Linked DNA regions of Mus musculus: all the other regions are linked to region 3. Evidence: chromatin contacts called from public Hi-C and HiChIP or PLAC-seq data. All regions are on one chromosome and are shown on one strand. The core of a region is the stretch at or near the end of the contact, and the rest is flanking DNA. Distances in the headings are between cores, read along the strand shown.

Region 1 (4,785 bases), core at 533-3,032, 70 kb before region 3:
TGAGACCTAAGCTGGGGCCTCTGGGCTGAGGAAGAGGAGTTGCAGCTCCGCCAGCTCAGCTGCAAGTGCAAATACCTGAGCAGTTTCACAAAACAGTGTTGCCAGCCAGGTTCCCACCCCGAAAGATTTAGATTTAATTGGTCTTCGGTGCAACTTCAACCAAAGGATTTGTGTCTGTTTTTTTTTTTTTTTTTTTTTTTTTTTTTTTTTATGGAAGTATATTATACATGTAGAAACGTGCATAAATCCTAAGTATGCATCTCGATGAAGTTTTACAGACGGAAGGTAGCTGTGTAACCACTATCCAACTCAACAATCAGGACTTTACTAGCAACCATGGAAGCAGAAATCAGGTTTGCCTCAGTTACTTGGGTGCTGTGTATGTATGCACACACACACACACACACACACACACACACACACACACACACACACGCACACACGTGCACACACACACCCAGTTCTAATAACATTAGCACGTGGGCATCAGGACTTTTTTTTTTAAGTCCCCTCAATTCTGTTTTGTTTCATTGAGGCAGGAATTCACCTTTAAATAAGTTAACTTGGAATTCACTATGTAGCCCAGGCTGGCCTCAAATTTGAATTTGCAATTCTTCTGCCTCAGCCTCTGGAGTACTAGGATTACAGGGCTGTGACACCATCTCTGTGTTAAATCCCCCAATTCTAACGTGCGTCTAAAACTGAGAGCCATTGTTATATGCTGGCTCAAGGTAAGGCTATGTAGGATGAACCCAGCCAAATGTACAAACAGAAGTCAACCAAAACAAAATGACTAAGGAGAAACCCAAGCTATACTTAAACCCCAACCCAGGGTGCTATTTCTCCTCTTACAGGCAGAAATCTTACTTCCTATCAGCAAGTCAACAGGATGGAAAAGGTGGTTGTTTTAAGCACGATCCTTCCTTTATAAACAGCTTTTCTTCTTCTCACCTCTTAAAGAAAAAACAAAAAACAAAATACAAAAAAAAACACCCAAACCTGCCGTGTGCTGCCGAAGTGACGTTTGCAGACTGCAGCAGAGCTCTGAGACCCTTTTATGCACCAAGCCCCCCACTAAATCCTCAGTGCATTATCTCCCTCATCCCCACAACCCCCAGTAATAACAGCCTCTCCCATTTTCCCCACGTGACAGATGAGGAAACCCCTGTATGAAGAGATTAAGTAACCTGCTGGAGGGCAAGTCGTGAGTAGCTGGCAGTGCTTAACTTGCAAGGATCCGGCCTGCTCTAACTCCATTGTGGTTTTATGTGCCGGTGCCAACTTGCCTCTGCTGTTACATAGTTGGACAAAGATAATGCCACGTGGATTTCATTCCTTCAGAGTCCAGGGCAATGGGCTGGGATACTGTGTCCAGAAAAAAAAAAAAAAAACACAGGATTACCTCTGGATACTGGAATGGACTTAGGGTCTTATCCCATTATTTTACTGAAAGGAAATGGGACCAAGAAGACAGCAAGAAGAACTGGGCGAGAGGAGCTCCTCAACACCCCCTCTTTCCAGTGGGGTTAGTCATCACTGGGCAGCTAGGGCTCTCCTGTCTTCCTTTCACACTAATGTGGGCTTGTGGCCTTCATTAGTTTGCTTTGGTGGCCAGTTGTCATTATCTAACAATTTGCAGCATTTCAAGAAGGACACATTACTGTTTGTATCACCATAAAAGCAGCCTTCTTCCCTCAGCTCGCAAGCCAGCTCAGGTAGAAAGCTGAGAGTCACAGAGGTGCATTAGAGACGCTTCTCTTCTCTCTGGTTTCCTGAGTTTGTTTGGTGTGTTTGGATTCCGTGTCGTGTGCGATCAGCCTTCCAGCATGTTTGTTCTGGCAGCAGAAGTGGTAGGGTGTGTGAAAGAAATCTCCCTGCAAAGTTTTCATTGAAAACTTAATGTCATTTGCCAAAGTCTTCTGTCTTGAGCACTTCCGAAAATGTCAGGCTGTGGCTTTCCTGTGTTTCCTGTGAGATTTTTGTATGTATGCCTTTTATTTATTTTCTCATTCGGCAGTGCTGAAGATTGAGCCCAGGGACTCTTACGTGCTGCGACTTCGGCCTCCCTTAAGCTATTTTCGTTTTTCTTCTGGTTTTGCTCTCTCACAGGCCAAATTTACCCATTCTTCTGTTAGCCAGGCCCCCTTGCCCTGCTTTGTTGGTTCTGCCTTAGTCTTTTGGTTTAGAGCTGCCCTGAGCTGGGGTATCTGGTCTATTGCTCTCTAATGTCTTCTTCTTCTTCTCCTTCTCCTTCTCCTTCTCCTTCTCCTTCTCCTTCTCCTTCTCCTTCTCCTTCTCCTTCTCCTTCTCCTTCTCCTTCTCCTTCTCCTTCTCCTTCTCCTTCTCCTCCTCCTCCTTCTTCTTCTTCTTTTTTTTTTAATTACACCCTCAATTACTCTTCTCTCACTAGAGCAGTGGCTAACACTCTAAGAAGCTGTTAGGGTGGGGGTAGCTGGGGAGGGAGCCAGAGCCAGGAGGCGTGAGCCAGTGCTGGCTTGCCAGCCTTCTCTGTTTACCCTAGGAGGCAGGCCAAAGTGTAGCCTTTGTGCTGAAGTCACTGGCGAGGGTAGCCACTTCTCTGCCTGGTCTGGTTTGTCCTGCATGCTTAGAACCCTAAACAGAGAGAACACCAGGCTTTGAAAGGCCTGTATCTCAAGGGATGGGCACAAAAAGTAGCTGATACCAAGAAGGCTTGCTGCCTGGAGGCTGCAGCAGAGTGCACCAGTACCTGCATTTTTCATTCCTCTTTATGTCAGTAAGCCCATAGAAGGTGTCACACTTTCAACAAGAGTCGAGAATACTCCTCACCCATTAGCTCTCATGGCAACACCTGCTTTGGCCAGTAGGATTTTAACAGACATGCTACAAGTACAGGCTAGAAAACATGCTATGATTGGCTTTCTTCCGTGTATCTATCTCTGTTCTTTCCATGAGATGAATGTGTCATGTCCAGAAGAAACCAAGGTTCCAGGAAGGGATGAGAGATGTGTGAAGGCAAAGCTTCCCCAAGGAAACTGCAGAAGCCCCACCCAGCCTAGAGCAAAGCTGACCCAGAGAGGCATGAGCAGAACGAGCCAAGAGCAATAGGTCTGCCTGGCCAGACTTCGTCACTTGCAGATGCAGGAACGGAGGAGGAGGGGATGGTGGTTTTAAACACTTGAGTTTTGAGGCTATTTGCTGTTCAGCAATAATGATGGTTTCATATCTTCAGAGCTGCTGTCGTTGCCTACTATGATGATGATGACGACGACAATGACAAAGACAATGATATGAGTAACTTGAAACAAAAACACTTTGCAAATGTCCGTTGTGAGAACTTGGAGAATAGGCCAAATAGTCTCTATATGGGAATGAGCTTAAATCCACTCCCATGCTCAATTTATTCTATAGACTTTTAACTTCCTTGTCTATTATCATAGAATTACAGAACTGGCTTGCAAACTGTGAACATGAGGCATCAGAAAGTTCGTTCCGGGCTTAGATGTTCACTGCAAAAGTTGAGAGAGGGGTGGGAAATGTAGGCAAGAACTCAGAGGGCTATTTTAATCTGGGTATAAAATGTTATACCCAACTAGGGATGGTAGCATGTGCCTTTAATCAAAACACTTGGGAAGCAAGTGAATCTCTAGTTTCAGAGCAGCCTGGTCCACATAAGCATTCCAATCCATGATTTAAAAAAGGAAGTTCCATCCAAATAAACGGCACAGGTGGAGAGAACTGTGAGATAAATGCCTTTGAAGATTTGTCAACCCTGAGAGGAAGACTTTAAGCCCAGATACAAAATGAGCTCTCATCCTCCCACCGCCCCTAGAGATTAAAAATTCTCTCTGTAGAGTGAAGGATACCTGAGTGAACAGGATGGAGAATGACTCTGAAATTTGTTCAGATAAGGCAGCTTCCTGGCAGCTTGTCTCTTGGAATAAGCAAAGCTGGAAAGGATTTGGACATGTTTGCTGCCTTCTAGGGACCTACCTTCTGGATGCTGGTGATAAAACAATGAATGAGACATGGTTTCTGAGCTGGCTATCATGGAGGGGAGGTAGATTTTTCCATCCATTGTCATACATGGCAAAATATATGGCATTACATCTTTTATAGAGGGAACAATTATAGTTTACTGAGATTAAATGGCATGCCTGTCATATCATATAGCTGGCAAGAGAAACAGAAAATAATTTAGTTTTCTACCATTCAAATCTGTTTTGTTTATACTGGAGAGCACCAATTCTTCTTGTTAATGACCTGATTTTACTCATAAACAATGGTGTATTTACACATGGTTTTAGATGTACTCAAGTTTGGGTTAGTGGTCCTTGATACAGTTATGGGATCTACAAATAGAAAGATCAAGTTCTCAGTCTCTAGGGCTATTGAGGCAGATTTTTAATTGAATAGACACAAATCCTAAATATCTAAAAACAAGAGAATGGTTTGATCAAGTGTATTTGGAACAAAAAAACATGCTGAAAACATGAAGCATAATTGCTTATCGTTGACTGTTTACAAGTAAGAGTGTTGATGTTCTGCCTCCCCAAGAAGGACAATTTGAATACACATTTGAAAGTCCAAATGAATGTGTCTTTTTTTTCTTTTTTCTAACAGTTTGCTCTTGTCTTAGTCAGTGTTCTATTACTGGGAAGAGACACCATGACCAAGGCAACTCTTACAAAAGAAAGCATCTAACCGAGAGCTTGCTTACAGTTTCAGAGGTTTAGCCTATTATCATCATGGCAGGAAACATGGCTACTGGGCACATGGTGCTGAAGAAGTAGCTAAGAGCTGCAC
Region 2 (4,521 bases), core at 1,691-4,190, 99 kb after region 3:
GGAGAACAGAAAGAGTGTGAACTGTGCTGTTTAGAAACTCCTGTTCCTCAGGCAAGTTCATCAGCCCTAAAGACAGCAGCGGGCCCTTCTGTGCAGCACCATCTCTACCCTTGGCTCAGCTGCATCACCTCCGAGGTCTCTCCTCAGGCGGCAGTTTTCTCTCGAGTCCACGGTGCTTGTGCTGTGCCCTCGGCTTATGAGGTTCTGTGCCACTGCTTCAGTAAGCGACTACACACTTACCTTTCCTCCCACTCCTCTCGCCTTCCCTCATCTTATCGGTAGGCACACGGCCCTGGTCAGTATCAGGCAGCCCTACAATAATATTCCTCTACCACAGGCTTTTATCAGACTAGGTTATCTAAGCTATTTAATGGTCAAGCAAACGGTATTTTAAAGTTTGTTTTTTCAAGCCTGTCTTCACTAACGGAGTAAGATCTCAATTCCTTTCTACAGTACAGCACACAGGACAACACCTTATCACTACAAAAACAGGTCCTTAGTAAATATAATATTGTTAGGTAGGTATAGGTATACTTGTAATGTCAGCACTGGAAAAACTGAGGCAGGAGGATCACAGAGCTCATGAGTTCAAGGACAGCCTGCTACACACTGAGAACCATTCTAGCCTATACTACGAAGCAAGTATTTGTCTTAAATAAATAAAAAATGAAAACTAAAAAAGAGTACTTGTTAAATTAGAATAGAGCTTCTAGCACAACACCTAGCCCACAAGGGGCGTAATTCCCGTCCCACCTCTGTTCTCCCTTTCCTCGCTTGCAGTTATCCAGTCACAACACCTTTAGTCTGTGGTAACCCTCACTGAATGCCATGCAGAGCTTTAATAAAAGGGACTATCAGTATAGAGACTTCCTGGGAATTTACTTCTTGAGACAGGCTCTCTTTTGGTAGCCAAGGCTAGCCTCAAACTAAGATCTTTCTGCCCCAGCTTCCTGGATGCAGAGACTGTAAGTACAGGCTGGCATACCTTGTCTCCTGAGACTTTGGTCTGCCACGAAAGAATATCCACGGGAGAGAATGGTTTAAAAAAAGGTGACCTGGTAAAATTTTTTTGTCTTAGCTACTTCTTTTTTTGTTTGTTTGTTTGTTTGTTTTTCGAGACAGGCTTTCTCTGTGTAGCCCTGGCTGTCCTGGAACTCACTTTGTAGACCAGGCTGGCCTTGAACTCAGAAATCCACCTGCCTCTGCCTCCTGAGTGCTGGGATCAAAGGCGTGCGCCACCATGCCCGGCGTCTAAGCTACTTCTTAATCTCTCTGCTGACATCTTCTACAGACAGCCACAACCTGACTCATTCCCTGAAGATAGATCACACTTGCAAAGGGGAAAAGGAGAGAAGTAAGGAGGGAGGGAAGAGCAGAAGGAAGGATGGACGGATGGACAGACAGACGGACTAGCTAGTTCTCATCTTAAAATACCAAACCATCAGAGGAAAGGAGAGACAAGAGGTGGCGAACAGTCTGTTTCCGCTGCTTTATGTCTCTGGTCCTAACGTTAATTCATTACTGTTTCTGTGGCAACTAAAAAGCCGTTAATTTTTCACAGCCCACGCTAGCCCCTTTGTAGAAAGAGATAATGGGTGCCTACTCTCAGACATCTCTCTGCTGACAGCGCAGGAGGCAGGCAGGGCTGAGTGGCACTGCTGCCCCCTCTGCCCTCTCATTTCCATCAGGCCGCCTTCTTACAGTCAGACCTCGGCTTGTGCCCTGCTCAGCCCTCCTGTGACCCAGCAGCTCAGCTTTGAGTTCCCGAGCGAAGCAGAACCCAGCTCTCCTGCTTTTAGACAGAAATTACCACCTCCCTTTCTTACTCTCCTGAGAGCCTTTTACTGCAGCTGCTGGCCCAGCAGCACAGCAGACCATGCTCACCCCTTTCCGAGGTCTACACTCAGATGTAGATGACAGGTCAGACGGAAGGAACAAGAACTTTCCCTAGGATATCTCCAGGGTAGAAAGCTAGAGTGTGCTCCGACACTGTCTGCTCCAGGATTGAGCCTGCACGGAGTGGATGCAGGAGTATTGCTGTGTCTGAGACCAGCCTAGGCTGCCATGAAAAACCCTGTCTCCATACAACTAATAAACAAGTCAGGAAAGCAGGAAAGGCCAGCAAGCTTCTCAGGAGTTACCCCTTTCTCAGACCAGCACTGCTCATGTCCTCTTTTCTTACATCTGTGCTTGAAGGATTAGCCATCTGTAACTATAGGGCTGGAGAACTACCATGTCTCTCTGATTCCCAGCAACTAGTACTTTCTATGGGATCTGAAGTTTACTTTAAATATTTTTTGCTACTGACAAATGAGAAGATATAGATGTGTATGTGCATATATACACATGCATACATATAAACATGTATATATACATATATACACATACATATATGTGTGTGTATATATATATACACACACAAACACAGATATGTAAACTCATTATTTTGCCATAGTTGGAGTTTTCCCTAGATCTTAGCATTTTAACTCATTAAATTTATACATATATTTTAAAGTGCTCAAAATTTCAATCTTAATGAATATAAGTGATTCAGATAGATAAATAATAAGATTTATACCATTTCCCCCAAAATGCAGAAACATCTTTTTTTTTCTTTTTCTTTTCTTTTCTTTTTTTTTTTTTTTTTTTGGTTTTTTCAGACAGGGTTTCTCTTTATAGTCCTGGCTGTCCTGGAATTCACTTTGTAGACCAGGCTGGCCTTGAACTAACTCAGAAATCCGCCTGCCTCTGCCTCCCAAGTGCTGGCAGAAACATCTTTAAAAAAAAAAACCCACAACAACTTTCATAATGAAGCAACCACAGAAATTCTTCATAAAACTAAGAAGCAGGCAAGCGTATCCACCACCTATACTCCCTGCTGCCCAGCATCTCTGCTGGCTGTCAGAACTGGCTCACTTCCTCTTTAATGAAGGTCCCTTTCCGCTTCTCCTGGTCCTCCCCAGAGCAGTGGTATCAGAACCATGACTGCAGCTAACTAAAGAGGAAGAGAGAACTTTCCTGCCTGCACCTGACTTACTTCTGCATGCCCCACCCACCAGACACCTCACCCACCAGAGTTCCTCTTTATCATTATTTCCTCATCAATTCTCCAAAACAGTTCCATCCTAAGACATCCATCTTCATCAAGAGCCAGGCTGCCTCCTTCCTGGCTATCCCATAGCTTTCTGGGTCTCTCTTAGCCCTTTCCATATTCCTTGTCAGGTTAAACCTATTCACACATTCTAAAAGTCATACTTAGTCTGAGCTCCCAAGCTTAACCACCAATATTCCATTATGGAGATTTTCAAACACCATTAAAGACATGTAGAAAGTGAAGATATTCATTTAGCTTCAAAAAGCACTTGTGTAGGGAGATGGCTCAGTAGGTAAATACAAATGAGGGCCTGAGTTTGGATCCCAAGCACTCAAGCAAAAAGCCAGGCAGGGGTGCAAATCTGTAACCCCTGCACTTAGGGGCTGGTGAGAGGAAGGTCCCAGGAGCTTGCAGGCTAGCCAATCTAGCCAAAACTGTGAGCTCCAAATTCAGTGAGAAGCCTGTCTCAAAAAACAAGGTGGGGAGAGGCAGAGGAAGGCACATGATGCTGTTGGTCTCTGGTCTCCATATATACACAGGAAAGTATATCCAAAAACATGCACACATACATATACATTCAACACACACACACACACACACCATCAAGTTTCTACTATATTTGTTTTGTCACCTCTACTTCTTTAACTCTTGATTTTTATTTCATTATTTTCCTAGAATGTCTGAAGTAAATTAAAGGCATTATACCATTTCAACTATAGATGTATCTCTATTTAAATGATCAGAATTTTTTTTTGAGACAGGGTTTGTCTATGTAACCTTGACTGTAGACCAGGCTAGCCTTGAACTCAGAGTTCTACCTGCCTCTGCCTCCCAAGTGCTGGAATTAAAGGCCTGTGCCACCACCACCAGATGACAAAAATGGGAACTTTCAAATTCATGTTATTTTCACAATCGCACATTAATAACCCATGTTCTGAGGGTATTGTCTGTCCTGATATGTCTGTAAGGTCTCTCACCCTTTCTCATACTCGATCTAACCCCCCCACACACACTTTCCAGTGCTTTATGTACTACCCACCCTTCTCTACCCTACCTCCATTTTCACCTCCTTAGTGAGACTACACCTTACACTCAAATTAGAGAACTGTTCTCAACTCTCCTCTATCACATCACCTTCCTGTATTTCCTGCTAAGAATTCTCTCCTCCAAGGACAGTCATCCTGATGTCTTTTCTCCCATATACCAGGGGCTGTCTCTACCAATGTACAGTGTACATTGTATCAACAAACAACTTTGCTGGAATCTGTGGGAAGCTTTGCTAGGATCTGGTGTTGATAGCCCACAGAAGAGAAGAGAAAATGGGTCTGAGAGTCCATGCTATCTAGTCTAAAGTACTCAAAGCCTTTCAACAAGTTCAGCTAATGGATTCAGAGAAGAAAGATCTCGATCTGAGAAGTTCTGTCACA
Region 3 (4,346 bases), core at 261-2,760:
GAGAAGCTGAGAGCACACAGCTCCTGTTAAGGATCACACCTCATTGTCTCTAGCTTTGGGAGGCAGTGGCGTACTGTGAGGCTGTTCTGAGCTCAAACGATAGCTAGCTACCTTCCAGCTGGGAGACTGGCAAGTTACTAAGCCCTCTGAGCTCTAGTTTCCTCAACTAAAACTAGCTAATATTTACATATAGGACTGAAGAAAGGATCAGGCTTTGTATGCTGGGCACAGGAAGCACTGTGTCTGATGGTACTTGGTCAGTGACTGCTACCTTCTCTCAATTTAAATAAAATCTTCAGTAATTTAAATTACTTTTCTAACAAATACTTTAGGTCTATAGCAAGGGTATGAAAGAAAGGTATGACAGTCACATGTCAGCTTTCAAAAGGTAACACATTGTTCTTCTGTTCGGATGCAATCAGGAAGAAGGGCAGTAGATGCATCCTCTGCCGCTGATATTGTTCAGGTCCATCAGAGAACAGAGTACGGGTGAACATCTCACTCTGGCCAAGGCTAAAGACTTGGAGAGACACTTGGCATATCTCAAACTTGATTAAATCACATTTTAGTAATAGCCAGCAGTTGTCTCTTACTCCTTTCTAATTTGCAAGTAAGTTAGTCACAGATAAATCTAACTGTAACAACCCACCAAGAGTCGGAAAGACACTTCATCTCCAGCATCAGGTGCATTTACAACCAGACGGCCAACTGGCTCTGTAACAAGGACAGTGGACCTGTGGGATGAGGCTTAGTTATCTTTCCATTTATTTCCTGCAAACTGCATGTCTACGTGAATAATCTCAGGACAAAGCAATTAGCAGGAAACATATGTAGCTCTTCCACCCGCCTCCTTGCCCTCTGTAGTCAACCTCATCCACTTTCTCCACGTACCCAAATTTTCCTTGAGAAAAGGCAGACATCCAAACTACAGTCAAAGTTTATTTCTGTTTTCCATTAGACTTAATTTCTTGTACTGAAAAAGGTACCAATCGACCTGTTTACTTGGGGAGTGCACACTGACTGGGTGTTTAAAGAATAGATGACTCCATCTGGGATTTAAAATTATATCATTTTATTGTGCTGTTGGACAAGAACAAAATGTAATATCAAGCTGACAACTAGACTTCCCTTTTAAAAATTCACTTAAATCATCTCAAATATTCTCATAACTGGAGAGACTGTCAAATCTCACTTTACATGATTCAGTCATCTGAGAAGAATACCAAGTATGCTTAACTCTCTGGGTGCAAACGCAGCCCATAAAAGCTGCCTGGCTGAACTTCCAGTTTGGGATACACACATTTCCCCTCTTCTATTCTGGTCACAATGGTCAGCATTGGAATTTGAGGCCTAAGGCTTTCTGCAGACTAAGACAACAGCCTTTATTTGATTTACTTTCTTGCAGACCAATCAAAAATTACAATTAAGTTAAAAAATAACCCAGTACTGCCTTCTGCAGACCACAGTTTCAGAAACAGCTGCTTATTACTCATGTGTGGCACCAGGAAATTGCAGTGTCATGTTCAAGGTCTGCAGCCAATAGCGATCTGTGGGATTGGAAGAGGGGGCACACACCACTCTTTTATGTTGTTTACCTTCACGGCACCATTATGAAGTTCATGATCTACAGGGATGGGGGATGAAACTAGTAACATAGACCAGGATAAGAGAATGACAAGAAGTCACACAGGAAAAAGGCGCTTTCAATGTATTTTATGCATCTACTAATGTTTTCCTTCTGATTCATCACATGACCCCCCATATTAAAACAAGCATTCCTTGGCCGTTATACAACATCTAGATTCTGGACAACTGCTGGGAATTTTGTGATAAAGAGGTCGTCTGCCCTGGATAAAAATGATTCCACCATAAAAGCCTACTTAGAAGATCCAGTTCATGTTGAGCAGATCCACCAGGAATAGGCAGGCTCAATGAAATCAAGATCCTATCCTGTCATGTGCTGTAACACAGCTTCTCATATAATTCAATTTGCATTTTCTTGGCTACATAACCTATGACAATTGTACTTTGTAGTGCCATTTCTCGGCATTTATAGGCACACAGAGAGGGGTCTAGTGACCTACATCAGCTAAGTTAGTGTCAATGTCTATAGTTCCAACACTGGAGGCTGAGGAGGTAGGCAAGAATGCAGGAGGCCAGCGTGAGCTACAGAGTGAGACCCTGTTTCAAAACAAAACACAAAACACCACCTAGATCCTGCTCAAGCTTAAAAACCTGACCCACAATAGGAGCATTCTGTACTCTCATTCTAAATGCTACTCACAGCTCCTCACGGGCAGAGATGCACACCACCAAAGTGTATAGGGATTGCTACTTCATGAAGTTGGGACAAACCTCTCTTCTCTTTTCTACTTCACTTTTGAGCTCCTCCTTCTGGCTTGGAGCTGGTGGTGTGTCCACGAACAAAACTCTTTTCTCTAACCAGCGCCACCTTCCTTACTCCACCGCGGGACTGCACAACAGGGCTGAGTTGGCTTATCAGTCATTGTACTGAGGGAGGATTATGATACCACCAAAGAGTTCTTATCTGATCCTCTCCTAAGTGTGACAGTTTCTATTAAGACTTTGGAAACTATGTGATAACTTGATGTGGCTTATGTCATTGGGTAGATTTGTGAGTGTTCATAATCATTCCCCTCATTTTGTTTCCTGCTGGAGTCTTAAAGAATAAAAGACAAAGGGATTTTAATCCCATTTTCTCCCATAGTCAAGATAAACCCAGAATAAAAAATTACTAATAATGGGACAGGGTCTATTTCACACAGTTTTCTGTATGTGTCCAAGACTGTCAATCCATACACCCATGAGTATGAACGAAGCTCTTGCAGAATAAGGACAGTTATGCAGCTCCAATACCTAAGCCCTAGAAGGCTAAGTAGTCTCCATATTAGATGTGCAGGAAATAGCTGTAAGTATTTAAACCTAGACAGTTCTAGGAAATTCTCCAGGATGACCAGCAGAATCTGCTCTCTGCTGAGTTACTTATATGTCTGAGGTAGTTTATTGCCTTAAATAGTGAGAAAAAGACCCAAATAATCATTTAAACTCACCTTTCTTATTATTTAATAAACAAAAAATTATGACCCAAAGAGGGAAACAATCACTCAGCTTCCCAGTGTCAGTCCTGTCTTCCTCTCTTCAGTGTGCTTCACAACTGGGAAGGGGTCAGAGGCCAGGCCAGGCTGTGACCAGGCAGGCATTCTGAGGTCACTGTGTTCCTACTTGCCTTCCACGTAAAAGCAGGAAATGTAATCTAGGAGACCCAGCTTGCTTGCCTGTATGTATGCATGTATGTATGCATGTATGCATGCATGTAAGTATGTTATTATTATTATTATTATTATTATCATCATCATCATCATCATTATTATATCTATCATCATCATCATTATAATCATCATCATCATCATTATTATATCTATCATCATCATCATTATATCTAGTCCACTGGCCTGGAACTCACTATATAAACTAGACTAGCCTTGAGCTCAAGGAAGTCCACCTGCCTCTGCTGTAATTAAACGTGTGCCACCAAGGCCTGCTGGGCTGTATTAATAGTTTTGATCTATACTAGACCTACCTTTGGTTAAGGGAACAACAGCACAAAAATTCTCTTAAATGGTCACAGCTTTTGAAGGATTTTCAATATAGAGATAATCTCACACATTACTGGTTGAACTCCAGGAGAGACAAATACAACTGGAGAGAGAAAAAAGGCAATTCTATGTAGGTATGGATATAGGGAAATTGGAGACTTATGAGTTTCCAGAGTACTTTCAGTAGAGGACAACATGAGGTTTTAAGAGACTGCACTGAAAGGGGGAGGGAGTGAGAGAAAGAGAGAGAGAGAGATCACATAAAGAAGGACTGCAAGAGTCAGGAGAGACCCACAAGTGGAAAGCAAAGAAGGAATGGGCAGCGAGAGGGAGAGCAAAGACTGAGCAGAAATGTCAAGAAAACAGAAAAGAAACACAGGCACTTGCAGAGAGAAAGAAGAAAGGGTACACAGACTCAGAATGGGACGTAGCAATCTTGGTTTCTGTTCCCAGGATGTCCCTGCAGAGCTAAAAGCCTTTCCTTAGGGTGTGTACTTTTCCATGCCTCAGTTTCCTCTTGTACAAAACAGAGTGATTGTGCTAAATCATTCAAAACTAAATGATCAACAAGGATCCCCCTTCATTTGAAGAGTCTATGATTTTGTGATTAACCATGGGGGGAAACATCAAAAGAGGCCAGTTGAATAGCCCCAGGAACGTAGAAAGGGAATATCTGGGGAGACAGATAAAAGGTGAGTTTAACCAGGCTAATTAGAAGATACCCTAGGA

What was found. Hi-C and Micro-C count contacts between places; a contact is called where the count stands out from the background. HiChIP or PLAC-seq counts read pairs in DNA pulled down with a chosen protein or histone mark.
Region 1: a contact with region 3 is called in a Hi-C map of ventricular fibroblasts, with 2.2 times the contacts expected there. The contact joins two enhancer-like sites. A contact is called at or near these places in 4 of 39 promoter capture datasets (the 3T3-L1 cell line, HPC-7-derived erythroid cells and liver), 3 of 484 Hi-C or Micro-C datasets (ECoMG-derived neutrophils, the N1E-115 cell line and ventricular fibroblasts), 1 of 115 datasets of contacts at active chromatin or transcription factors (embryonic stem cells) and 2 of 9 other capture datasets (adipose tissue and liver).
Region 2: a contact with region 3 is called in an H3K4me3 HiChIP or PLAC-seq map of bone marrow-derived macrophages, with 2.3 times the contacts expected there. The contact joins two enhancer-like sites. A contact is called at or near these places in 1 of 15 datasets of contacts at CTCF or cohesin (the NIH/3T3 cell line), 7 of 484 Hi-C or Micro-C datasets (the N1E-115 cell line, bone marrow-derived macrophages, cerebellar granule neurons and 4 more), 4 of 115 datasets of contacts at active chromatin or transcription factors (the NIH/3T3 cell line, bone marrow-derived macrophages, embryonic stem cells and 1 more) and 4 of 9 other capture datasets (adipose tissue, embryonic stem cells, liver and 1 more).

Annotation. Positions count from the first base shown.
Region 1 is chr1:64,754,934-64,759,718 of GRCm38.p6, forward strand. No RefSeq gene overlaps it. Among named protein-coding and RNA genes, the nearest start is that of Fzd5, 20 kb to the left of the region's middle. Within about 2 kb of position 1,783, at least 74 of the 459 cell types and tissues checked have an H3K27ac peak or open chromatin away from gene starts, as enhancers often do.
Region 2 is chr1:64,922,906-64,927,426 of GRCm38.p6, forward strand. All of the region lies in intron 2 of Plekhm3 (pleckstrin homology domain containing, family M, member 3), which reads right to left. Among named protein-coding and RNA genes, the nearest start is that of Gm51627, 31 kb to the right of the region's middle. Within about 2 kb of position 2,941, at least 74 of the 459 cell types and tissues checked have an H3K27ac peak or open chromatin away from gene starts, as enhancers often do. A contact at or near this core is called in bone marrow-derived macrophages, where this site is marked.
Region 3 is chr1:64,825,146-64,829,491 of GRCm38.p6, forward strand. All of the region lies in intron 6 of Plekhm3 (pleckstrin homology domain containing, family M, member 3), which reads right to left. Among named protein-coding and RNA genes, the nearest start is that of Gm51628, 60 kb to the right of the region's middle. Within about 2 kb of position 1,511, at least 32 of the 459 cell types and tissues checked have an H3K27ac peak or open chromatin away from gene starts, as enhancers often do. A contact at or near this core is called in bone marrow-derived macrophages, where this site is marked.